Linked DNA regions of Mus musculus: all the other regions are linked to region 1. A link is a contact called in public ChIA-PET, Hi-C and promoter capture Hi-C data. All regions are on one chromosome and are shown on one strand. Each heading gives the region's core, a stretch centred on a gene start, on an enhancer-like site or on the middle of the called end of the contact. The rest is flanking DNA. Distances are from core to core; before and after follow the strand shown. Region 1 holds the start of Sp8 (trans-acting transcription factor 8). Region 2 overlaps Cdca7l (cell division cycle associated 7 like). Region 3 overlaps Dnah11 (dynein, axonemal, heavy chain 11). Region 4 overlaps Dnah11 (dynein, axonemal, heavy chain 11). Region 5 overlaps Sp4 (trans-acting transcription factor 4).

Region 1 (3,449 bases), core at 264-2,763:
CAGCTGCTGCCGCTGCGGCGGCGCTGCTGGAGGTGAGAGAGAAGGCGCTGGAGCCGGGCGAGCCTCCGCAGCTAAAAGAGTCGGACACCAGGGCTGCGGCCGCCGCTGCTGCCGCCGCTGCCGCCGCTGCGGCTGAGGAGGAGCCGCCGTTCCGGGAGGCCCCCGACACACCGAAGCTAGAGAGACTGGAACCCACTACGTTGCAGCTGCCGGAGGAGGAAGACGAGGAGCGTTTCCAAGGGTGGAAGCCTTTACCGAAGGAAGAAGAGCTGTCCGACAGGGAGGAGGGAGACGGGCTGGGGCTGCCGATCTTATTACAGGTAGCAGCAAGCATGGCCAGAGGAGTGGATCCCAACCTCGGTTCTTCCTGAGACCGGAGCAGAGAAGAAGGGTGGGGGAGGGGTAGTGGGCAAAGGGCCGGTGGGGGAGGGAGGAAAGAAATGTGTATTAGTCCCCTGGTAGCCTCCAGACGCCCCACTGCTCCCCATCTCTAGCTGCTGCACACTGCCACCAACTTACCCTGCACCCCCAGCTGCCCCGGCGCCCGGCTGCCTCCTACTCTACAGGAGGGGACAAGTTTGGCGGCGAGCGTCTGATTCTGGAGCAAAGCGCCACGCTAAAGAAGAGTTTAACAAGAATTCTCAACTAAGACGGCACTCTTGTGTTCACAAAGCCCTAGACGCTTTCGATCAAACGAACAGAAAGTCCAAATCCAGACTAGGGAGGGAGAAGTTTCCTTTTTACCTTACAACCTGGGGAAATTTCTGGATTGCGTTTAAGATCACTACACTGCAATCCCAAGAGAGCTTTGAAAACTCTTTTCAGATCCCCCTCAACCCATCCTTAGTTGCTTCTCCCCGGCTCTTCCATTACTCGCTCTTCCATTTTTTTCTTCTCTCTCTCTCTCTCTCTCTCTCTCTCTCTCTCTCTCTCTCTCTCTCCACCCCCTTCATCTCTCTCTCTCAATATATATCTCTCTATAATGGTAGAAATAAGACGAGCTCAACGTACCTGCAATACAAACCGGGCTGAGGAAAAATATTAAGGGGAAGGGGGAGAATCTGCAGTATGCCCAGGAGGGAAAAACTTACTCGCGTTCCCCTTCGAAATCGTCGAGTGTATTAGGGGCTATGCTCAGTTCTCCCGAGCAGGGAGCGGCCAGGCTCTGCGAGGTGGCGGGTCTCAATGCCCTACGAACCTTTCCTGTGCTGAAAAAAAAAAAAGTGGCTCTGCCTCCTCCCCCCCCCCTTTCTTTTTTCTAAACTCACTTGTATTTAGGGGGGTGGTGGTGGCTCTCAATAGAGAGACTGATAGCCCGTGGCCTGGCCGGGGCGACTTTAACCCCCTCCGATAGGCAATAAAAGGAAACTAATTAAACCAGCAAGAGAAGATCCTGAGACTCACCCCTAGAAGTGAAGTTGCCATCACACAGAAGCGCCCTCCTCCTCTCAGAGGATCTTTTTTATATTGATAAATCAGAGGCAGTGTTTTTTTTAGAGGTGTGCAATACAATGATCAGTTCCGCCCATTCCGCCACAATTGTAGCTCCCTCTCCGGCTTTGAAGTGCCGCGGAGGCGCGGCCAGCCAATCTGTGGCCTCGCCGGGCCGCGCGGCGCGCGCGCCGTGAGGTCATCGGCGCCGGCGGGAGTGTGGGGGTGCGAGTGTCGCAGAGTGTGCGTGTGCGCGCGCGTGAAAAATGATCGCGAGTGTGACCCACCTCGGAGAGAGCAGTGTAGAAAGCGGAGGGGTAACTGGGCAGGGTCGCAAAAACCGTGACCTAGCAAGGGCAGAGAGTGGTCGTACAACCACCGAGAGCGGGCCGAGTAACTACGTGTGTGACAAAAGGGGTCAGGGACAGAGCTGGAAAGTGTGTAAGGTAACTGAGTCCTTCTACCGTAGGGAGTCAGGAGCGACAGTACGTTCAATCCCGGGTGTGGAGAGGCGTGCACCCGTTTGGTGTAGGTGGAGAGTGGGTGCGCGCGATCGAGAGGGAAGACCGACGTGTGCGTGCGCGCGAGCACCAAAGCTAGGGGTAGGGAACCGAAACAATACAATAAAGTGTACGTGCCTAAGAGATTGGCGGTCTGGATAGAGAAACTGCGAAGTTGAGTGAGGCCAGTAAATAAACGCCCCAAGTCCTATCTTCAAGTTACTAACTTCCTCTGCCCTTTGAACATAAAAAAAGGAGTGACCCCCCCCCCCCAGCTTCCTGGACTCTTTCAGTATAGTTTTGAAGAAAATCTTGATACTTACCTTCCATTTCCTGATGTTTCGGTCAAATAGAAAGATTGGAAAGGGGGTAGTGATATGGTGCAAGTGTGCGCCTGCGCCTTTGAGTCCTTACTTAGATCTGGCCGCCCTTACCCTCTACCAGAGGTGGGATTCAAGCTTTGGAAGTGCACGTCCTGGAGGAGGTGTGTTTGCCCCTTGGCATGCAGTAAAATTACAAAAGGATTAGATGGAAAGAGGAGTAAGAGGGGGTGTGTTTTTCTCCCATTGGATGAGAAATTGAGGAGCATTTTACCCAGTTTATAAGTTTTCTCAGGTAACCCCACTGTGCCTTTCTGACAGAAAAATCAGAATGACTGAAATCTGTTGGTACTATTTATGTAAGAATGGAGGTGAGCTTTTCGGGCTGCATTTATAGGAGCATCTATGGTTTGAGCAAGCCATCTACCAGTGCGTTCGAGTCATCATGCGCATTTACTTCAAATTCTCTGCGTTTTAGTCACTTACTTGCTATTTTTATTATTAGTTGCCTTCAGAAATGTCATTACAATTCTGTGGTCACCACAACAGAAATTCTTAAGCCACAAAAAGGCCAGTACCAGTATGAAAGGAGAAAATCTAGTCCTTGGAGTCTTGTTGAATATTCATGCATTTTAAAACCACAATAATTCCTATTTTACCCTGTTAGGAAGACTCTCAGAAGTCTAATACTAAAGGGGAATTGATTAAAATGTGAGTAGATGACAGAACTGATGTGTTTTGACTTGGGAGACTTTTTTTTTTTAATTGGTTGTTCTCAAGTGTATTGCAGGTTCTGAAGATGTCAAAAATTAATTCTCCTGGGTTATGCAGAAGTCCAAAGTAGGGCTTCATCCTTTGCATAAATTTCACCTGCACAGTTAGACCTAATGTTTGTTGTGCAGGGATTTGCACTTCTGAGCCTTTTTTTTTTCATGTGCAGGGGTATTGACTGTACATCATATCTATTGATTAAGGGAGTAAGGGACATCCACATACTTAGAAGTAACTGTGAAGTAAATTAATGAACTGCTTTCTTTCTCTGAAAGCTAACGCTTACCATAAATGTCCTGTTTCTCTCTGCAAGCCCCTCTGAATGATTTTAGCGTGTTGAGAAGGCGTGACAGGACAGCCCAGAAGGAGGAAGGGGTGGGGGAAGGAGGGAACTCCGTTTAACAAATAAAAGAGAATTAACTTCATT
Region 2 (3,449 bases), core at 514-3,013, 980 kb after region 1:
ATCCAGTCCACACCTCTTGTGCTGGCCATTACTACTGTTACCTCTGGGTTACTGCTCATGTTCAGCTCGCTCTCTGTAAATCCTTCAAAATCTTCCATTTCTGAGTCCGTGTCCTCTTTGAAAATCCTTCTTAGTTCTTCTGTGAAGTATTTGGAACGGAAGCACACATTCTGCTAAATTAAAGACAGATTAAAGTGAGACTTGGTGTCACAGACTTAGAATTCCAGTACTCTGGAGGGGAAGGGCAGTAAAGGTAGAGGCAGAATTCCAATCCTAGACTATGCAGTGAGACCTTGTCTCAAAAATCAACTACCACAGTGGGGCAGTGACAGTGCATGCTGTTAACACAAGCACTGGAGAGGCAGATCTGTGAGTTTGAGGCCAGCCTGGTCTACAGAGGTAGTTCTAGGACAGCCAGGGCTATACAAAGAAACCCTATCTCAAAAATGAAAAAAAAAAGAAAAAGAAAAGAAAAGAAAAGAAAAATCAACTACTAGGAACAGAAAGGAAAAAGGATGGCAGTTACAGGGGCAGTGAGGAGAGATGAAACTCATGTCTAATGGGCAAGACTTTCTATTGATTGAGAGTGGTCTGCAGTGGGCAGGGGAGACAGCCACACAACACTGCACACTACCCTTGATGCCACTCAAAATGGCTACAATGGCTTGCTCTACATTATGTATCTTTTACAACTACAATAGAACACAGAGCATGTATTTTCCTTCCTTCCTCCCTTCCTTCTCTCCTTCCTTCCTTCCTTCCTTCCTTCCTTCCTTCCTTCCTTCCTTTTATATCCCTGGCTGTCCTAGAACTCACTTTGTAGACCTGGCTGACCTCAAACTAAGAAATCTACCTGCCTTTGCCTCCAAAAAGTGCTTGGATTGAAGGCATGCACCACCAGGCCCAGCTCACAGCAGACATTTTCTAAACCTTACACAAATCAAGAGTTACAAATAAGAAATTTTCTCTCAACAGTGTCTTAATCACTTCTGCTATGGCTGGGGAGAGTTGCTGGAGTTGAGTTTTAGGCCCCAGGTGGCTTTCACAAAGAATGGCAAACTTGTGGAAAACAGACACCTGCCTGCTGTTTTACTCCCTATAGCCATACGGAGCAGTCTCCTGTGGGCGAGCATGTATCTCCATCAAATACAGTGGGTTTCTCTACAGGGAGTGCCAAGGCCCTCACACCCTCACACCCTCACCCATTGCTACAGACTGGACTCGCTCCATTTCCATTGATGCCAATGTGAGGAACTGGTGGAAATCTGTACCCTCCTCACCCTGGAGCTCCCCTCTTGCCAGACTGAGGGGTGAGCAAAGATTTTTCCAATAATGACTTTTACTTTCTTTGGAAATACTACAAAGAAACAGGGAAGCCCAGCTCTCCTAAGAGTGTGTGTGAAAGAAGAGAGGAGGAGGAATGGTAAGCTCAACGAAAGACTCCCTTGCAGCTATCTGTATGGCAAGCTCGAAGGGAGACTCCCTTGCAGCTATCTGAAAGGTTAAAACACTGCACCAGGACACTGGTCCCTGTCTCTAAACCCATAAAGCAGTGACCTCTTATTGGGCCATATTTGGTTAAAACCCTTTATTTCATTGCTGCCTTTTCCTGGCTTTAATTATATGCTTCTTCAAACTCCGATATCTTTGAGAAAGAAAAAAAAAAGCAAATATAATGGAAATATGTAACAGTGGGGTACCTAGAGGGCAATGGAGAAAGAAATGCCTACAGCTAGCACTCTAAGCTTAAGAATGTCTCCTATGAATTATTATGGGTAATTGGAATGAGTTTGCTCAGGGCTAAATTACTTCCTTCCTTTGTTGTTAGCTGTGGTGCAGCTGCAGAAAAAGAAGAAAAAAAGAAAAAAAAGACAAAAGGGAAGTTTATTTAAAGAGAAACTCAAATTGTGTTTAAGGGAGGGAGCCCAGAGTCAGCTACACACACTGTGTGCAAGTTGATGTCATTTCTCTCAGCTGGACAAAATGAATCACAAGTGTGTGAGTCAAGTGAGCCTTAAGATCAGGGTTTAAAGTTAATAAAAGAACAAGTATGGAGAGATGGCTCAATGCTTAAGAGCACTTGCTGTTTTTGCAGAGGATATGGGTTCTGTTCCCTGTATCCACACGGCAGTTTAGAACCATCTCTAACTCCTGTTTCAGGGACTAAACCCTCATAGAAGCGGTGCATATATACATATACACACAAAATACACCTAAAGAAAGACAAGTGTAATGCTGCCTGCTAAGGAAACCCATTCATTCAGTACAGGAAACATCTGGCCAGCCCCTGGTGGCTTTTTCTGGGCCTCAATGCATAAGTTCAGTAAATATCAAGAGATCCTGTACAGAGCCTGAAAAAGAATGCAACCAGCCTTAAAGTACCAAGTTCCAACCTTCCAACATTCCTGGCAATTTCTATCCTAGGAAATGGTGATCAGTCCTGATGGAATCAAAACAACTTTGCTACGACCTTGCTCTTAAAGGCTTAAGAACTGTTTTCCATGTGGCTCTATAAAGCTAGTCTGCATTTCATGGCTCTGCCTTACTGCATGCTTGTGAAAACAGCTCTTTGTTTTCTGAAAGCTGCTAATTATGCTACCAAGGCATACCAAATAACCAGTATCTACTAGAACGAACACTGTAAGCAGGAGGAAATATCAGGGGCGATTAAGTGCTTTATTCTGAAGCTCGTATGACATGAGAGAGGACTGGAGAGCCATGGCCTGTGTATCAGTGAGATGGGCATGTTCCACCTGAACCAGCAAACTTCCTCAGGTGCCTGGTGAGTAGGGCGATACAGAGGGCTGCATGCTTTAAACAAGATCAAAGGTCAGGTTCCAGGAAGGTAGAAAGCACCCTGCAGGTATGAGTTCCTTCTTTGGGGACATGCAACCTGAGGCCCACATGTACTTATATCAAGGTAGAGAGAAAAGGAATCCACCCAGTAGGGAGGGCCAGGGAGGATTGGCTATGTTGAGAGAGAGCCAGCATCTGTGCTGTCACAGAAACAGGTAAAGAAAAGAAAAAGTGCCACGGGAGGTTGAGGCTGGAAATTGGTAGTCTGGATTTGCAACAGCCAACCTCACTCAACACTTCCCAATGTGGGATCCTGGCTAAGTCTTTAGTTTCATTTGTACTCTACCTGCCCCTAGAGTCCGCAGAGTAAAATCAGTATCTGTATGAAATACAGTGGTATACTCTGTGACCAACCAACGTATGCTGAGTACAGTCAGTCCTGGAGCCTGGCAAGGCTGGATTGTGAAGCAGTTGTCATAGGAGCAAAAACAGTTGAAGTCTCACGATGCCCACATGCTCTGTACATCTCAGTGTCCCTTGGTGTGGCTCCACTCTCCCTCTCTACCCATGCACAGGGAGACTGGAGGCTTCTGAATAGCATCAGAGACTAACCTGAGCTCAGTTGTACTGATCCCAGCAAGACAAGACTGAGT
Region 3 (3,449 bases), core at 691-3,190, 930 kb after region 1:
GGAGAAATCTCGCTAAGATCTCATTTCTAAAATCCCTGTTACTGTTAAATGTGGCTAACCACTCAATGGTGAGCTGGTTTATATGCAGACTCCGCACATCCTTCCAAACAGCTGGATGCTGAGTTTGAGGGATGAGGATCTGTGCTGATGCTTGTGGAAGGTCTGGGTATCAGCAGAGCGGTGTGGCTGGGAGCATGGATGGTCGGCTCCCATCACCTCTGTTACTAGCTGTATGTTGGCTCGGAGGGTTTTCCCTCTCAAACAAAAAGCAAGCTAACTTCACGGAGCAACTCATGGCCCTGTAACTTTACAGTCACCACACTTTAAAAGCAGAAACCACAAACTACAGGGTGGTTTCAGGGCCCTTTCCTCTGCCCTCTTGGCCTCTAAATAGTAACATGCTGTTCGATTCACACCACTTCTCTTTGAATTTACCTTCCAAAGTGTTCTCAGCTTCATTCCCTGTGAGCTGTATTTCTTCCACAGCATCCATGTGCCTTGGGGCTCTTCCTTTGCTTTGTCTAGTTTGACCGATTTTTCCCTCTGCAGAGGCCTCTGTGGAGCCCTTCCTTACGATTCATTCTGCTTCCTAGTACTTGCTTTCCACTAGATCTGATGCTACTGGAAAATAACCCCTGCTTAATTGCACTCCCCTGTTAGAAACACCACCACCCCAAAGCATTTGTATATTCATGGGAAGCCCAGCAGGCTGGAAAATTGCACTGTGGCAAATCTAATGAACTGTTAATAAGTAATGGAGGAATGCGGCAGGCAGGAGGTTCGGGGGCTACAAAGCCATTTGTAGACAGCTGATGTTGCATAGAAGAGGACCCCAAAATGCGATGGATGTAGGCCTCCAAATGTCAGTGTCTCAAGTCAGAGGCAATTTCAGCGATCACCACCTGCATAAATCTACTTGGATTCCTGAGGCTCCCCTAAGAACAACACCTCTTAACAAATACTGTTTGTTCCTTTCTTGTACATCAAATGAAGTTTACCCAAGCAGTGACACTTTTCAAGTTGAAAACACAGGTTTTTATTTGTTGGAAGAGGGTTGCTGTTGTTTTTGTTGTGTTCCGGTTCTGCCTGTTGTTCTTTTCTTAAACAGGAATTTCGTAGAAGAGAAACTAGGAGCAAAGTATGTGGAGAGGACTAGATTGGACCTGGGCAAAGCATTTGAAGAAAGCAGCCCGAGCACCCCGGTGTTCTTCATCCTGTCTCCAGGTGTGGATGCCCTTAAAGACTTAGAGGTGCTCGGTGAGTAGCCTGGAGGCTCACTGGCCTCCCCTCCCTCTCTCTAACCTGCAGCTCCCGCCCACCCTTTCTGTTCAGTTATCCCCCCCACCCAACCCCCGACCCATTTGTTGGAGATTGGGTGTGCAGAAAATGCAAAGCTAACAACACTGTAGTCCGGAGCATTTCTCCAACAGAACATTCATCTGGTTGGCATAATGCAAGGTTCTTTTGTACTGTTTTCCACCTTTTGACGATATGAGGGCCAGAGGGCAATTTTCTCCATGCTCATGTAATCTCGTACCCCCTGTGACTAAATAATGGTCATTAGGGCAAGTCTATTCAATTGTGTGAGGCACCGTCACTCTGTGCTCTGGATTACTACCCCCACAGCCTGCTCCAGGAATACCAGGTTAATGTAGCTATGACCTGCCTGGGCTCCATTTAAATGCAGCCTCACAAGGTGAGAGTCAGTACATTTACCCAATGAGCCAATCCCTTCAAAACGGATGCAATTTCTACCACATGTTGCTCCTTTCTCTGAGGGGGAAAAACTCCTTCTCCTGCAGGAGTTTAGAAAGCTCGCTAACAATGCTGCCATCTATCAAAATGTCAAAAGCTTCATTATCATAAAACCAAAGGAGCCGACTTCCACGGGCTTTTCAAAATGCGTGTAGGGAGGCATCTGGAGAAAGCTCAAAATAATGCCATTGGAAACAATAGGGAGGTCATTAGGAAGGTAGCCTATCAGGTGGCAGCTGTGGCCACAGCCGAACATTAGGCCTCCAAATTCCAGACTCCCCTCTCAAGTTAACATTTGTCTCCCCTCCACCCCCAATTCTCCAACAGGCAAAAGGCTGGGGTTTACGATTGACTCTGGAAAATTCCACAATGTGTCTCTAGGGCAAGGTCAGGAACTAGTGGCGGAAATGGCAATGGAGAAAGCTGCCGCTGGAGGACACTGGGTCATCCTTCAGGTGAGGATGAAGTTTCATGGAAAAACACCAGGTGTGAACCCATGGGGTGGTTCACACTCTGCTGCCCTGCCCAGCAGAGCAGGGCCCTTATTCAAGCTCAGAGGTATCTGCAGACCCTCCACATGTTCATGATGCCTATCGGTGAGGAAGGGATGAGAATGAGCAGGCTAATAGAGATGACTATGCTAATTGGTAGGATAAAAGAAGCAAGGGGTGAGTGTACCTTTAGCAGGCTGTGCTATGCAGATAAGAACCTATGCCATGCAACTGGATCTAGTGTAAGAGGAGATGGAAGAGCAAAGGCTCTCTCAGAGTAGGGACATAGAGGCAAAGAGGCAGACAGGAAGATAAAGAAAGAGAATGAGAGGAGAGAGAGAGAGAGAGAGAGAGAGAGAGAGCACACATTGGGTAGTTGGGGGCCCTTTTATGTGCAGCAACTGGTGTACCTGGCCCTGACAAGTCATGATATAAGCTACTGCTAGCTGGGACCCCGAGGGCAGGCCAGTGAGAATGCCTGATTGAGAAAACTAATGTCATAGTATTAGAAGCTATGTGACACTTCAAAGTTCACAGAACACTGAATACTTGCACATACATATATATGCAATATGTATACACAATACACATATGATTCTGTCTGCTATAAGTACCATTCTGGAATGGTGATGCTCTCTACATAGATGACATCTCATTAAGACCTTTGCTTGGGAACTTGGAGCAGTGTGTCCCCTTGTAATGCTCAGAGTCAACTGGAACAGTAAAGGAGTCGGTTCTCAGAAGCACAGTGGTTGCTCAGACATGGCAGGTGCATTAAAATCTTGTATAGGTAACAGTCCATTGTAAGTCCTCATGCATCCAAAAGCTGAGACTATAGATAAAGCTACAAGGATATGGTCATCCTCAAAAGAACCAGTGGCTCAAAGTAAATAGTTTCTCCTGTTTCGATACCTATGTGAGCTTCCAGTTAGCACCTAAAATTTAAGTTGTAAGTCTATCTTAATAACTTTGTTATGCCATGCGCCTGCTTTGAGATTGCTATTCCATGCCTGAAGATACAAAGTAGAATCTGTTTAGCCAAATATGCCTACTATCCACCTGTCTAACCATACAAAAAGTAGCTGGAGAGGAGAGACCTTGTCAGGCCTTCAGCCATTCTGGTTTCTAAAGGTTCTAAAATCCCTTTGGTAGATAAAAGGCAAGACGTTGAAGGAAGACTAGGCTCACATAGTAGGAACTTGT
Region 4 (3,449 bases), core at 616-3,115, 690 kb after region 1:
TTAGCACTTGTCAAAAGAGTCAAAGGAGCTTCCCAAGTTTCTCTTAGGGTTTACAAAAAGAGCAACTTCACAGAGAAGTCAATGGGTTCTCTGTAGCAGTGTATATGCTAGTGCGTGCGTGCATGTGTGCGTGCGTGCCCGTGTGTGTGTGTGTGTGTGTGTGTGTGTATGCATGAATGACTGAGGCTGTTGCTTATCCTTTAGTGGATTCTGGGAATCAAACTTAGGTCCTTGCTATTCAAGGACCTAAGTCAGACTCTGACCCACTGAATTATCTTTCCCAGCACCTCCCTGCTAGATTTTCTAAGGGATAGGTCCCTTGGGGCCATTTCTAAATTTGATTTTAGGAATATAGTGTGGAGGAGAGAAAGAGAGCAAAAGAGCATGTTTGCATGTGTGGATGTGCATGCATGCACATAGTTTTCATGTGCGTATGAATATGTGCATTATGTGTACATGTGCATGCATGTGGGGGACATGTCTGAGCATGGACATGGATGTGTGGTTTATATGTGTGCATGTGTATGTGTATGCCTGTCCTTGCATGTGTGTGCTCATGTGCATGTTCATGTGTATATGTGAGTCTGGGGTAGAGATTCTGTGTCGTCCCCTTCTGATATTGCTCATTCTTTCCAAGGGTTAAATAGTTAAGGATTACAGACAGTGTACTCTCAGTTTCTATCCTGAGAAGTGGGATGTGTGAGGCTTGTTAAAACTTGCTGAGAAGTTGTGGTTTTTTTCTAAGTCCGTGATTCCTGAATGGAGAGGCTGCTTCGCAGAATTCAGGAGACCATCCTCTTGATGCTAAATGTTGTGGTTTGTGACACAGATTTCAGAAGTCTGACCTGAGCTGTAATTCCCACTCCAGGTTAAACTTGTTGTAAGAAACCTACCTGCTCAGCATTTTCAGGCTGCTTTAACAACAGTGTATGTTGGGTGCTTGGTGAACAGGAAACATTTATTTTTCACCTGCTAGATGCTGGGAAGTCCAAAATCAAGGCACCAGCTGATTCAGGGTTGGGCAAGGGCTGCTCTCAACTCTCAGAACCCACTGTGTCTTCCCTCCTGTTTTGGGGTATACATGAGTCTCTCTCAGGCCTTAAGATGGCACAAGTCCCATTTAGTCAGGAGCGCCTGCCCTTTCTTCACTGTCAGAAATCACTATCCCTACCTGTTTGGATTTCATCATGGAATCTGGGGGCATAGAAATTCTGAGACTATTGTGGCTGCATTTCCTCCCAGAAGCCAAAGGATGGGTTCTATGCATAGCTGTATTATATGTTATAATATATATTATGTTATATATGTCATATACTATTACAGTTCAATGATTAGATACAGTCTTAAACAGAAGACAGAAATGAATGATATCAAGTTACAAAGTCCTCCCCCATAACTAATATTTTCCTAAATGGGTCAATGCAACAAATATATTCAGTGACTAATCATGTCTACCTAATTTCCTTTTGCACCAATGGTCAATGGCAATAGGAAGCAAGTTGGCAACTACTGTCCTAAAGGAATAACATACATTGAGTTTATTTAGAATGCAAAAAAAAAAATGCACTTGCTACCTGGGGTCTATTTTGCCATTTACAAAATGGAAAATCAATATCAACTTGTGCCATATGTTGTAAAGATTGAGTTAGTGTAAAGCCCTGAGCCAAACAGATGTGGATGTGGTTACAGCGATTGTTATCGCTGATTTTGTTGGTGGACAGGGGAAGGCCCTCACTGTGCAAGCCTAGGGCAAGCACTTCAGGCATCCCAACTGTGGAGCACGAGGAAGGCTGTGTGTCCCTAGGGAAAGCTTTACTGAAGGCAACTGTGCCACTGTGAAGACAAAGCTGTAGTCATTCCCTCCCAGTTTCCTTCCTTTAAATTACGAGAGAGGGTGGTTATGCATGAGGAGGAAGCTGCCAGCTGCATATTAATGAGAACCTGGAAAAAAATATCTGAGTATTTCCAGTTCCTCTGTCACTCATAAGGTATCTCACGGATGCGCGGTTTCAGTACTTACCCCACGAGACAGCATTTTCACGTACAGGTTTTCCACCCTAGAAATAAACAAAAATTTTTCTGTGGAACTTACAGATGACCTAAAATTCTAATGGGGATGTTTTGAGAAACTGTTCTCTTTATTTATGGTTAAGATAGGAGGAGGAAGGCAGGCACACGGATGTCCACATCCAAGCGTGGGAGCCATCATACTGAAAAGGCTGAGCCTCGTGAAGACATGGGTAGCCTGCTACACAGGCAGTGCTCTGTTGCAGCTGTTCCTTGGTCTTTTCTGGAATCTCCTTACAGATGAATAAATAAATAAATAAATAAATAAATAAATAAATAAATAAAATAAAATAAAATAAAATAAAATAAAATAAAATAAACTGAGCAGCTAGGGGAAAACAAGGTCAAGCTAACCTGGCTGCTGTTTTCATGTTGGAGTCTCCTCTGTAACTAACACTTTACTTTGTATGACACAGGAGTTCGAAAGTGATTATTTCAAATTTAAGTCCAGAACCCTGGATTTTGACAGAAGGCTTGGGACGCTGCTTTGCGAAGGTCTCAGCAACTGCAGTGGTTTGGAGTCTGCATTTAAGGTTAGTTAAAGGAAGCTTCCAAGAAAGTGAATAATTAGACTGTTAGATGAAAAGGCCAAGCCTGTTCTTTTCTGTTTCACATAAAGTATTAACCAGTTGGCCACATTCCCTCCATCTTCAGCCCACGGAATAATGAGGTTTGGATACTACACTAGAGAATAATGAAGTTTACTCTGGGAAGGTCATGTTCAGGACATTTAATTTTTGATCTTCTCTGTCATTCGCTATATTTTAGCTCTTATTTCCTGTAGAACAAATTGAATGTGGCCAATGAAATATCGACTCAATGGTAAGCCACATTGAAAAGTTTAGAAAAAATCCATAATTTCAATAATTCTTTTCTTTATATTGTTTGCCCATGCTGGGATCATCTGCCTACTTTATTACTCTGACTGAAACAAATAATGACTTATTTTCCCTATTTCATTGGATGTAAGACACCATTGATTGCCAGGTATTATTTATGTGTCAATAAGGGAAAAAATGCTGCTAAAGTAATTATAATTTCATTGATTGTCTAATGCATTCTGACATTAGAGATATTGAAGCATGAAAGAATGTTTAGTGAATGAACTTTATAATGTAAATGTGTGTTAAGAATCATGTAAAAGACTGGGGATGAGTGAGATGGGTGGGGGGTGTAGGTAGAGTGCTGCCCAGCTTGTATGGGAGGGCTGGGGAGAGAAAGGGAAGTCGAGTTGTTCTGAGAAAAATGTATTTTGATAGCTCCTGGAGATGAAAAGTTTGTAATATGGAAATAGGAACAGCATGTTAAAAAAAAGTGAATTGCAAATCAAGTGTAAGTTAATATTAGATTATATCCCAAAGGGGAATTGAGTATTTGCCATC
Region 5 (3,449 bases), core at 283-2,782, 590 kb after region 1:
ACTGCATGAAAAAATGAATAAAATTTTCTATATTATAGTGTTATATACTAAATATTTTAGAGATAGTTACAGTATGTTATTATTATAGAGATACATTAATAGTGTCTAATTTTGGTTTTACTTCTTATTCCACCTTGGAGAATATCTGATTTTTTTTTTTCAGGGTAGGGGAACAGATCATCTAGTTTCTCACTGTTTAAATACAACTTTAGAACCCTGGATTAAGTTGAGGAAGCTCCCTTCCATTGCCTTTTTCTCCCCCTCTCTTTCTCTCATTTTAATCATAAAGGGTTTTTAATGCCTAACACTTTATTGCATTTATTATAATAATTATGAGCTTTTAAAAAATCTGTATAGTTGTTACAAGTCAAAGGATTTTTGCATATGTATGGTAAAACCCTCCTGGTTATGGTGTATAATTCTCTTTATAAGTGACTGGATTTTGTCTGCTGCACCCTTTTCCCCCTCCTTTCCCCCTCCCTCTCTCTGCCAGCCTCTCTTGTGTCTCTGTCTCTGGGGAATGCTGGCATCATAAGCATGTGCCATACACTGCTTAGTTTGCTGATGTTGAGGATTCTCTTCATATGTGTTCATGAGGTGCTTGTCTCTACTTTTCTTGTATATTGGCCTTCAAGTGAATTGGGAAGTGTTCCCTGTAGTTTTCTTCTTTGAACAAGTCTTTGAAAAGCTTGAAAAAGTTCACACACACACACACACACACACACACACACACACACACACACACACACACTGAGCAGGAGGTGATTATAATAGTACAAACCTTTATCCCAAGCACTAGGTAGCAGAGTCAGTTGGTTCTCTTTTAGGCCAATCTGGTTTACTTAATGAATTCCAGGACAGTCAGTGCTGTATAGTGAGACCTTGTCTCAAAACAAGCAAAAACTTATACATACAGGGGAAAGGGATTTCACGAGAAAAGCTATTTGACTCTCCGCTTTGTAGTTTTTTTTCTGACTAGTTCTTTTTGTTACAGATTTACTTTGACCATTTGTCTTTGCTTGTTTGTTTTTCAAATTTTCTGTTTAAGATGTGTCAGCCTAGGTGGTTGGTGACACTTAATGCTCCTCTAAGAGCCCTTTTATTTTCATGAGATTGATAATGATTTTTATTTGTGAGTGGGGTAATTGAGTCTTTTTGTCTTGGTTAGTTTAGCTGAAGCTTTATTGCTTTGTTGACTTCTGGGAGCATATGTTTTTTTCCGATCTCAAAGCTCACTCTCCCTGTCTACCTGTGCTTCTTTTCACAGATTCACCAACCTGTGGTTTTGCCTTATCTCGAGTAACGCTGTATCTTTCCCTCAGGTGCCTTTGCAACAGTGGTTTCCTTTTAAAAACAAGCCCTTCAGTTAAACTTCAGCTTTCTTACAGATGGTTACAGATGGTCAGTTTCTTTGAGATTGGAGTTCATTCTAGCTAGAATTGGGGCTTTTAAGTGGCAAGTGTGGTAGAGTGCTACCTGATGTAACAGCTGAGTGCTTGGAGGCAGGGACAATAGGCTCACATTTTCTTAACCTTGCCTCTTCCGGCTTGGCAGCTCTAATTTATGAACTGTGCATGAAGGTCAGGAAACACCTAGGCCATATCATTTTCATCAGTCACAATTACTGCAGAGTTCAGTAAGTTGGGCACTGGGTGCCTTTTAGCCACACTCAACAGGAGCTCAGCCTCAGCAACAGGCAGTAGAATGAGAAGCACTGTGCCCTGCCCCTCTCTGGAAGAGGCTGGAGGGAGGAAGCCCTCATGGCTGTACTGTTCTGTAACTCTCCTTTGTCATGGAGGTGGAAAGGAAGAAAAGGAGTTAGTCTTAGATCTATAGACTCCATTGTTACATACTTTAGATTTCAGAGAGAATATTAGTTTTTGCTGTTATTAGTTTTTAGGACTATGACCAGAGATTTTTGAATAGTGTATTGGGAGGTAGATTTATAATTTATTAGTTTTGCTGGGAGGGGTTCATGGAATTCCTTGTCACACTGACCTGCTCTACAAGTGAATCTTAGAACCGTATTCCCCCCGCCCCCCAAGACAGGGTTTCCCTGGCTGTTCTGGAACTCACTCTGTAGACCAGGCTGGCCTCAAACTCAGAAATTTGCCTGTCTCTGCCTCCCAAGTGCTAGGATTAAAGGTGTGCACGGTATATTTTAACTATCTTTTTGATATTTAGAGGATAATTCTCAAGAGGTTTGTTTTCTTTCCTACCTGTGGGTAGCATGCCTACAACTCCAACAATAGGGAGTCTGTGACAGGGAAATCGTGAATATGAGGATAACTGCAACATTATAGCTAGTACAGGCAGTCTGAGCTATGTAGTAGACATAAATTCTGAAGCTTACCACATTTTCATATAAGTGTTTATATAGTACATGACCATATTTGATTTTTTTTTCCTTAATGAAAAAATTTCTCATGTGTTTTTGTTCAGACATACTCAGAAAAGCATTTTCTAATCATGTAGATGGCCTACCTGTGTTTTTGGCACAGATAGAAGCTGAGTTTAGGGTATAATGGTATTGGTTTTGTTCTGTTAGGGGCAGCAGTGAACCAGGAAAGAAGAAGCAGCATGTTTGCCACATTGAAGGGTGTGGGAAAGTATATGGCAAGACCTCTCACCTCCGAGCACATCTCCGATGGCACACTGGAGAAAGACCGTTCATATGCAACTGGATGTTTTGTGGCAAAAGATTCACAAGGAGCGATGAGCTTCAGAGACACAGAAGGACCCACACAGGTTAGTTGGTTTCTCTTGGAGAGAGAGATACTACTTCGTTTTCGAGTGCTTAGTGAAAGTTGCACTGTTGAAGGTCAAGATGCCTTGCTTTCTTTCTGACATACATTTATTTTACTTACTAAATTTTATCACCAGATTTATATGGCCTGGAATTTTTTCCTTTTGCTCATTAGGATGCTAAATCCATACCATGTTTTTCTAAAGTGTGTGTATGTATATGTATATATTTTTCTAAAGAGTATATATTTATTATATATATATGAGAAGAGAATTAAATTTTGATTGTATAGGTTTTTCCAGTGCAAGGGCATCTTGTCAGTTGGGAGCCAAAGAATACCACAAAGTCATACCACAAAACAAATATCACATAAGAGATTTACTGGGAAGAACAGAATGGCAGCTACCTCTTAAACAGCAGAGGGCTGGGTGAAGGGGAGGGGTTTTATAGTGTTTGGAGCATGTGCAGTGAGCTGGTGGAAAAGTACAGCATGGCTGGTTGACTTTTTTTTGGGGGGGTGCTATATCACTAAGTCATGAGTAGAGATTTTCAAGCCTTAGGAGCTTCAGGTCAAGTCAGGGCAGGGAGTATTTCCCTTTAATCCCTATAATGGTATTAGTGACTCTGTTTTGCCTTTTCAAGCCCAGGGAGTGTCAAAAATAATACAACAAACATCCACTTAACACTCAAGTTATATTTTTTT

What was found. Promoter capture Hi-C pulls out the DNA fragments that hold promoters and counts their contacts. A called contact is a pair of places that touch in the nucleus more often than the background predicts. ChIA-PET counts read pairs in DNA pulled down with a chosen protein or histone mark.
Region 2: a contact with region 1 is called in a Hi-C map of bone marrow-derived macrophages, with 8 read pairs. The contact joins the enhancer-like site here to the promoter of Sp8 in region 1. A contact is called at or near these places in 6 of 39 promoter capture datasets (embryonic stem cells, hippocampal neurons, liver and 2 more), 10 of 484 Hi-C or Micro-C datasets (bone marrow-derived macrophages and embryonic stem cells), 13 of 115 datasets of contacts at active chromatin or transcription factors (VIP interneurons, bone marrow-derived macrophages, craniofacial prominence and 8 more) and 2 of 9 other capture datasets (embryonic stem cells and liver).
Region 3: a contact with region 1 is called in a promoter capture Hi-C map of stem cell-derived epiblast-like cells, with 4 times the contacts expected there. The contact joins the enhancer-like site here to the promoter of Sp8 in region 1. A contact is called at or near these places in 8 of 39 promoter capture datasets (the 3T3-L1 cell line, cranial neural crest, embryonic stem cells and 4 more), 11 of 115 datasets of contacts at active chromatin or transcription factors (bone marrow-derived macrophages, differentiating embryonic stem cells, embryonic basal ganglia and 5 more) and 1 of 9 other capture datasets (embryonic trunk).
Region 4: a promoter capture Hi-C map of pre-B cells shows a contact between it and region 1, with 2.8 times the contacts expected there. The contact joins the enhancer-like site here to the promoter of Sp8 in region 1. A contact is called at or near these places in 5 of 39 promoter capture datasets (the 3T3-L1 cell line, hippocampal neurons, liver and 1 more) and 2 of 115 datasets of contacts at active chromatin or transcription factors (embryonic forebrain and stem cell-derived neural progenitor cells).
Region 5: an RNA polymerase II ChIA-PET map of memory CD8 T cells shows a contact between it and region 1, with 8 read pairs. The contact joins the enhancer-like site here to the promoter of Sp8 in region 1. A contact is called at or near these places in 7 of 39 promoter capture datasets (the 3T3-L1 cell line, 3T3-L1-derived adipocytes, hippocampal neurons and 3 more), 1 of 484 Hi-C or Micro-C datasets (extraembryonic endoderm stem cells), 10 of 115 datasets of contacts at active chromatin or transcription factors (bone marrow-derived macrophages, embryonic forebrain, embryonic midbrain and 6 more) and 2 of 9 other capture datasets (embryonic tail and macrophages).

What each region holds. Positions count from the first base shown.
Region 1 is chr12:118,845,297-118,848,745 of GRCm38.p6, reverse strand. It overlaps Sp8 (trans-acting transcription factor 8), which reads right to left and starts at 1,513. Exons shown (of 2, transcript NM_001379379.1): 1 at 1,405-1,513; 2 at 1-367. The coding sequence starts at 1,425.
Region 2 is chr12:117,866,730-117,870,178 of GRCm38.p6, reverse strand. It overlaps Cdca7l (cell division cycle associated 7 like), which reads right to left. Exons shown (of 10, transcript NM_146040.1): 3 at 42-173. Among named protein-coding and RNA genes, the nearest start is that of Cdca7l, 25 kb to the right of the region's middle. Within about 2 kb of position 1,763, at least 34 of the 459 cell types and tissues checked have an H3K27ac peak or open chromatin away from gene starts, as enhancers often do. A contact at or near this core is called in bone marrow-derived macrophages and pre-B cells, where this site is marked.
Region 3 is chr12:117,913,267-117,916,715 of GRCm38.p6, reverse strand. Dnah11 (dynein, axonemal, heavy chain 11) reads left to right here. Exons shown (of 82, transcript NM_010060.3): 72 at 1,109-1,257; 73 at 2,083-2,210. Among named protein-coding and RNA genes, the nearest start is that of Cdca7l, 71 kb to the right of the region's middle. Within about 2 kb of position 1,940, at least 15 of the 459 cell types and tissues checked have an H3K27ac peak or open chromatin away from gene starts, as enhancers often do. A contact at or near this core is called in stem cell-derived epiblast-like cells, where this site is marked.
Region 4 is chr12:118,156,432-118,159,880 of GRCm38.p6, reverse strand. Dnah11 (dynein, axonemal, heavy chain 11) reads left to right here. Exons shown (of 82, transcript NM_010060.3): 9 at 2,484-2,600. Among named protein-coding and RNA genes, the nearest start is that of Dnah11, 41 kb to the left of the region's middle. Within about 2 kb of position 1,865, at least 5 of the 459 cell types and tissues checked have an H3K27ac peak or open chromatin away from gene starts, as enhancers often do. A contact at or near this core is called in pre-B cells, where this site is marked.
Region 5 is chr12:118,253,709-118,257,157 of GRCm38.p6, reverse strand. Sp4 (trans-acting transcription factor 4) reads left to right here. Exons shown (of 6, transcript NM_009239.4): 5 at 2,549-2,748. Among named protein-coding and RNA genes, the nearest start is that of Sp4, 46 kb to the left of the region's middle. Within about 2 kb of position 1,532, at least 31 of the 459 cell types and tissues checked have an H3K27ac peak or open chromatin away from gene starts, as enhancers often do. A contact at or near this core is called in memory CD8 T cells, where this site is marked.